Linked DNA regions of Macaca mulatta: region 2 is linked to region 1. A link is a contact called in public Hi-C data. All regions are on one chromosome and are shown on one strand. Each heading gives the region's core, a stretch centred on a gene start, on an enhancer-like site or on the middle of the called end of the contact. The rest is flanking DNA. Distances are from core to core; before and after follow the strand shown. Region 1 overlaps LOC144336244 (a long non-coding RNA gene). Region 2 has its middle 100 kb from the start of TEX26.

What was found. A called contact is a pair of places that touch in the nucleus more often than the background predicts.
Region 2: a contact with region 1 is called in a Hi-C map of fetal cortical plate, with 2.4 times the contacts expected there. The contact joins two enhancer-like sites. A contact is called at or near these places in 3 of 14 Hi-C or Micro-C datasets (fetal cortex germinal zone, fetal cortical plate and liver).

Annotation. Positions count from the first base shown.
Region 1 is chr17:10,712,136-10,715,642 of T2T-MMU8v2.0, reverse strand. The region is part of intron 2 of LOC144336244 (a long non-coding RNA gene); the gene reads right to left. Among named protein-coding and RNA genes, the nearest start is that of MEDAG, 32 kb to the left of the region's middle. Within about 2 kb of position 2,087, at least 13 of the 40 cell types and tissues checked have an H3K27ac peak or open chromatin away from gene starts, as enhancers often do. A contact at or near this core is called in fetal cortical plate, where this site is marked.
Region 2 is chr17:10,871,530-10,874,765 of T2T-MMU8v2.0, reverse strand. No RefSeq gene overlaps it. Among named protein-coding and RNA genes, the nearest start is that of TEX26, 100 kb to the right of the region's middle. Within about 2 kb of position 1,380, at least 18 of the 40 cell types and tissues checked have an H3K27ac peak or open chromatin away from gene starts, as enhancers often do. A contact at or near this core is called in fetal cortical plate, where this site is marked.

The sequences.
Region 1 (3,507 bases), core at 838-3,337:
TAGATTCCTGTAGATTTAGCTACATTTTTCCGTAGCTAAAATGGCAACGTTAATGCTGGTTCCCAAATAAACCCCAGATACTATGCTTTCCCGGAGCGTTACAGAATGGAGAGGTCTGTATATATGAAGAACGTTGGGGATTATAAGAATGTGCACAATTCTGCCAACCATGACTGGGCATCATTTTCAGACTCCTGGTAGACCTCCACGGGGGCAGCAGTAGGCTAGACAGGCCTGCCTTCCTCTGGGCTTGATACTGCAGGCATCTCTGCTTCAGACTACAATCATCTACCCAAAGCCTTTTCATCTTTTCACTGAGGAAAACAAGAAAACCAGATCCCTTCTGAAAACACTTGCAGAAAAAGAAAAAAAGAAAGAAAGCAAATGCACAGTTTTTATTGTGCTTTGTTGTTTCATACGGTCTCAATAGAGGCAAGTAACAATAGATGATATATTTACCTAGAATGGGTTTCCAATAAAATGGGGAGAAAAGGCTTAGGGAGTTCTTATTTTGTGATTTGTTTAAAAAAACAAAAAAGCTCAAGCCTCAGCCCCAGTCTCTATTGAAAAAAAAAGGAAAAAAAAATCAGAAAAGAGGAACTTGTTGGGAAGTGGAGTGAATGCTGGCTTCCCCCAGGCCCACTCAACCCCATCACCATGGAGACTCCTGAAGGTTCCAGGAATGACTCACGGGATTCGCTGGCGAAGCCTTTGAAATGGAAGCAGCACCGGAGCACAAAGACGAACTTAGTCTGCAGCCCTTGAAGACCGTGCCTTTGCCTCCTGACTGACAGCCTCGGATGTGGATGGCAGGCTACAGAGAAGGTGCCCTTCCCTTCTTCCAGGTCCTCATGACTTGGGGGCATTTTGCTCATGAGAGCAAAGGTCAAAAAATGGTTTTGCCTTGGATTGGCTCTTGCCCCACTATTGGAGAAATATTGATGTAAACCCTTGCACCCCACCCCCCGAGTGTGAATACTTCAAAGGGGAGGCCAGGGGCCCTTGGGATTAGAGAGAGGGTGGTTTTCAGAAGCACTGGGCTGGAAAAAGGTGTGGGGGAGCTATGGGCCAAGTTTTTTCTTGGGCAGCTGAAATGTATTCCCCTGGCTGTCCCTCTGGCTACATAAAACTGGCTCACATTAGGTTCCTTCAAAACTCAAGAATGCAGGCTGTTATAAACTGGCTTTGGGTTTCATCTCTGCTGTAGCAAGGCTCTACATTCAGAGAGCCACCAGAAGACTCCTTCAGAGTTTTATCTGCTGAATGTCTGTAAATCATAGCTGGCAATTTGTGGAACAGGGAGAGCACCCTGCCCGCGGCTGCACGGAGCTCCTGCCCCTGAGAATTCACACGGGTGGAGCACAGGCATGGCCGGTGCCCTCCCAGAGAAGCCCCCTTGCTGAATATCTGAGGTGCCTCTTTCCCAAGGGCCTCGACGATGCAGCAGGGCTTCTGACAGGGAGTCCACACAAATGTCAAAGTTTCTGGGCACAGCAGGCACCCTGGGAGGCATGCCAGCACCCCCAAGTGCCAGCTGCCATTGCTAACCCAGAGCACCCGGTGTCCTCCCGTCAGGAAGCTCGGCCCAGGCTCAGATGCGGGGTCAGGTGGGGCTGCCGACCCACTCACCCGGCACTGCCACGCTCAGCAGCCACTGTGGAAAACCTAAGGAGGAAGAGAAACTTCCCTGGTCCGGCCCAGTCCTTGTCTCAGACTCAACAGCGCTGAGTCCAAAACTCGAGGGAGTTTGCCAGGGTTGCCTCCATAACACTTTTCTAAAACAGAAGCTCACCAGAATTCCCTCCTCCAAAATGCATAGAAAATACCCTTCTTTCCCTCCAAAGGGAGAACCACCGTGAAGATGCGTATTCTCTCCTTCCCTGCCCTAAATATACATCCTGGTGACTGCAGACCTGCTTCACCACGAAAACAAATAAGAAATAAAGGTCTGAGCAAAGCTGCAGTCGCCTCCTCTCAACTATTTATTCTGATTTCTCGACAAGTGAGTTAATTGGATGGGCCCTGTGACAGACATTCCATACTAAAATTCATAGCTTTCTGCCAAAACAACATATTGTGCGCTGCTATATTTTCCTTGTTGGAACTTGGCGCTGACGTGGGTCCCGAGCAGTTTCATGCGGGAGTGGGGAGACTGAAGGCACTGAAACAAAGGCGGCACCCGCTGAGGCTCCCAGCCGGCCTGTCCTCCGTTCTCTGCAGCAGCACCTGTTCCTTGGCTTTTTTATTGTTACTTGGGCTTTGCAAGGTTCAAGTTCAAAGGGAGCCTCAGGAGTGAAGAAACAGATGCCGGGTTTGAGGCCACACCAGCTGGGGCCTCCCTGCAGCCTGGGAAGGGTTTGGGCTGTCTGGCAGCCTTGGTGGGCCCAGCTGCCCCGCGCAGGCCCGTCTTCTCTGCGGAGCCCTGTCCCGTGCCCCAGTCCCCATGCGCAGGTCCCTGCGGGGAGGTCCCGTTGCCCCAAGGGAAGGACCGGGCCGGTGTAGGCTTAGGGCCGCGGAGCACACACTCGCCTGCCCTGAGCGGCCCAGCTGCTGCCACCATCGCTGTCCTGCACGTTCCTTTCCCTTTCAGCAAACGTCAGCAGCTTCCTCCTCTGATGCAGGGATATTCCCCCTCTGAAATAGCGCTGTCTTCATTTTCCAGGAATTTCTACCCGTCTCGGTTCCCTCCATCCACCCGCCAGGGCCCAGCATCCACCATCCCTCTGCGTCCTAGGCCTTTTCTCCTGAGATTCAAGGAGCACCATGCCGACACGCCCAGGCCCCTGCTGTCCTCTCAGGACGGGGGGTCAGCCTTCACACCTTCTCCACTCTGTAGCCATGTCGTGGGCCTTAAACAGGTAGAGAGAGAGGTGGGCCTTTGCTCCCCACGTCAGTCCCCAGAATGCTCATCAGTCAGCAAGCAGGCACCAGCTCCCAGTGCAGCTTCACTACCCCACAACCATCGCCCTGCCAGAGCCACGGACTCCCTCCAGAAAGCCTCCAATAAGTAGCTCGGTGCCCCTGATTCCACCTCACAGAGCCCTGACTCCACCCAACAGAACCCCGGACTCCACCCACAAAGCTCTGACTCCACCCACAGAGCCATGACTTCACCCCAGAGAGCCTTGACTGCACCCCACCGAGCCCTGACTTCACTTAACATAACCCTGACTCCACCCAACAGAACCCCTGACTCCACCCACAAAGCCCTGACTCCACCACCAGAGCTCTGTCTCCACCCACAGAATGCCTGACTCCACCCAACAGAGCCCTGACTCCACCTCACAGAGCCCTGACTCCACCCAACAGAACCCCTGACTCCACCCACAAAGCTCTGACTCCACCCCACCAGAGCTCCTGACTCCACCCAACAGATTTTTGACTCCACCCACAGCCCTGACTCCTCCCCAAAGAGCTCCTGACTCCACCCACAGAGCCCCTGACCACCCCACAGAATCCCTGACTTCAACCCCACAGTGGCCCCTGAAGCTCAATCCCTTGTAGGAC
Region 2 (3,236 bases), core at 131-2,630, 160 kb before region 1:
GTTTGTTTCCTTCAGGATTAAGCTGACCCACAAAGATGGTCTTGCTCACTCAGTCCAAAATGTTCTTTATTTCTTCTGAATTCCTCTAGCGTTTACAGTCAAGATCCCACACCCTCTGACTACCGCTAATAGAATCCGCTGGGTTCTTACCGTTGTAAAGACTGTTTCAATCACTCCTGAAAATAACTTGGAGAGAGATATGTCCACCTGTTCTCGCCAGTGAGGAAACTGAGGCTCACAAGGTGAACACCTCAGAATTGCGTCTGGGATTTGGTTCTGAAGACCACATCCTCACTCCTCACTGTGCTAGATTCTCTTGTATTTGTTTCTTTTTGTCTCCCAATAGGATTTAATGGCACAGATCATTTATTGTGCTGTTTTGTTGCTTTTCCAATGGGCCTAGCTAAGGACTGAGAACACGATATTCATTTGATAAACACTCACTGATTTTGACTTCTGACTTCCAGACTTAATTATATTGTGACCCCCAAAAGAGGTAGGCAATTTATGTAAGCAGTGGTCACCAAAATTATTTAATCTGATAAATAACAGATAATAGTCAGCACCACGCCAAAGTGACCAGTGATATCCAGGTGACAAACTGCCTAATCTTGGCTGTCTCCTTCCTTTTCCTCCTTAAAAATAAGAAAACCAAGGTAAAACGCCCAAGAGCTCATTGCTATTCTGAAATCATTTTGCTTCCAACTCTTATTTAAATCATCTCAGGGGTTTTGTTGACATTATCTGCCAAAGATTGTAATTCATCTTTCCAAAAGGAGAGAAGCATCAGCCCATCAAACAATGCCCTCCCTTCTATAGACAGCTGAGGTCTGAGGTTCCCTCCCGACTGCCAGGGCTAGTGCTTGCTACCAGGCCAGCTGCCTGCACAGGGCCCCTGGATGCATTTCTAAAGGGTCATATTTACAGTGTCGGATGGCTGGGCACTGTGGAGCTTAATGGGATTCTTAATAAAGGCAGCCTTCATTAAGACGGGAGTACAGGCAAGGTGCCCTTGCTTTTGAGGAAAGCACGACCCAGTGCAAGACGGATGCTCCCCCTTGGCTTGGAAATCACACGGGTCAAGTGCCTTGTCATGCATTAACAGCCTTTTAAGTTCCTAGGCAGATTAAAAGGAGCGGTGTAGATAAATGAAAGAAGAGGAATCATGCGATCTGTCTTGGTAGCATAAACATTGAGACACAGCAGCTGCATTTAAACATAGCAATTTGCTAAATGAGTGGTTGGCGACTTTCCAGATGGCCAGGGTGACATAGGGCTTGGATGAATCCTTTATTCAATCATGCATCTGTCTAGACAGAGACATTGAAGGCCAGGTTACAGCCACTGCAGCAGTGGCAGCAGCGGCAGCAGCTTTGAAACCCTTATATAAAACATGCTCAGTATTGCCTGTGAGGCAGCTTGGCCACAGATCAGCTGGAGAGGGTGCGGCGGCATGGTGTGCGTGCAGCCTCCAGGAATGCCGTCTTCTCAGCTGAATGACGGCCGGCTTGGACCAGGGGCTCTCTCTGTGCCCATCTTCCTACTGTGTCACTTCACACACCGACCCGAAGAGATGGGTGGCTGACCTTAGGGGGCTAAGAGCAGTATCAGAGTAGAAAGCAGCAATACTGGTTGTGTTTTATGTCCCTTTTTTTAAATGTGCACTTTAAAATCATTTCACATGTGTTTTATCTTGATTTTTCTAGTTGATTTAAAAATTCCCTAAGTAGATACAAATGTATGCTTAGCTTTCAGCCATGACCCTACTGTGCCTTCCCTTTTCCCTACTCCTAGCATTCAATTCAGTCTTGGATTGAGGACTTTGTTAGAGATGATATCCTGAAGTTAGTGGCTGTAGAGGCTAGTGGGTAGACCAGATGACCACTCAGCCCCAGTTCAACTGACTGATTTAAACCAAGTCATAAACTGGAGGCACCTGATGGGCCTTTGGCCTGACTCTAATAAAACAGGCAGCCAGAGGTTTGGCTGGGCTGCAACAGGGACTTACGGGAAAGGCAGCTCTACTGGTTGGTTTCCCTCTGGCAAGTTGTATCTCCAAGCCTATTTTATTTTTATTCTTTTATTAAAAGGTTTCCATAGGCAAGGGTTTCACTGTGTTTTCCAGCAGCCATTCGAGTGTTGTTACTGGAACGTTCTAATCGGTTAGTAAGCAGCTCTGCCCCGCCCCACCCCTGGAACCCTCAGGGCCAGCCACGATTCTTCGCCCTCCACACAGAGCAGCAGCTTCCCTTTACTTCTGACTCATGAGGAGCATTTTAACCTGATGAATCACCAGCAGCACTTCCTGTGACATTCTGGGGAAAACTACAGTTTGCTTAGGAAGGACTCTGAAACACTTCACTTGCTGCGGTGTTTGATCTGCACGGGGTGGAAAAATTTCAGTTCTGCTCTGTGTGGACACACCGAAGCCTTCTCACCAACAGCTCCTGGAAGTCTGCTATCATCAGGGCTGGGTCTACTCCACAGTCAGCCTGAAATGAACGAATTAAATGAACAAGGCTGTCCCCGGGAGGATACAGCATGTCCCCCCACTGATCTCACGCAGATGTCACTCCCTTTGGAACTGTTCTACTCATTTGAGCCACAAAGCACAGAGAATTATCTCAGAGATGATGTTCTCAATTCTCCCAAAGGTGGTACCTCACCAGCGCCATTCTTCAGGTATAGATAAGAAACAAATCCATACATATGAGAAATGCTTTAGGGTGTGATCGGCCTAGACTTTATCAGTGGAGGGCTTTGACAGCAAGAGTCCAGGCAAGGGTAGGGGAGTTGCCCAACTACCTAAGTTATGCCACAAGGTGAGAACAGTGAAGTCACTGAGCACTGGAACAGTTCCAAATTCATTCAAGTCCTGGCAATGAGGAAACAGCTCAGAAAGGGTAGAAAAGTCAGTGTTTTAACCTTCTACAGAAACAGTTCTCTTAGTATGTCGAATGTAATGCAGATGAATATTATCGAAAGATCTTCAACTGCATGATCTAGGGCCAGGTATGACAAATCTAAAGCTGCCCCAAGGACAGTCACGCACCTTTGTGGCATGTGGTGACAAACCAAGTTCCCCTGGCCGTTGTCAGCTATTGCAGAGGTGGCTTTCCTTATGCTGAGTATGACTGGGCTCCTGATTGCCAGGATACATGGCAATTAAGAAGCGTGCAAATTGTGAAAACCTTGAAAACCAAAAGGCGATTAGGTGACAAGGCAGGCAGAGTCAG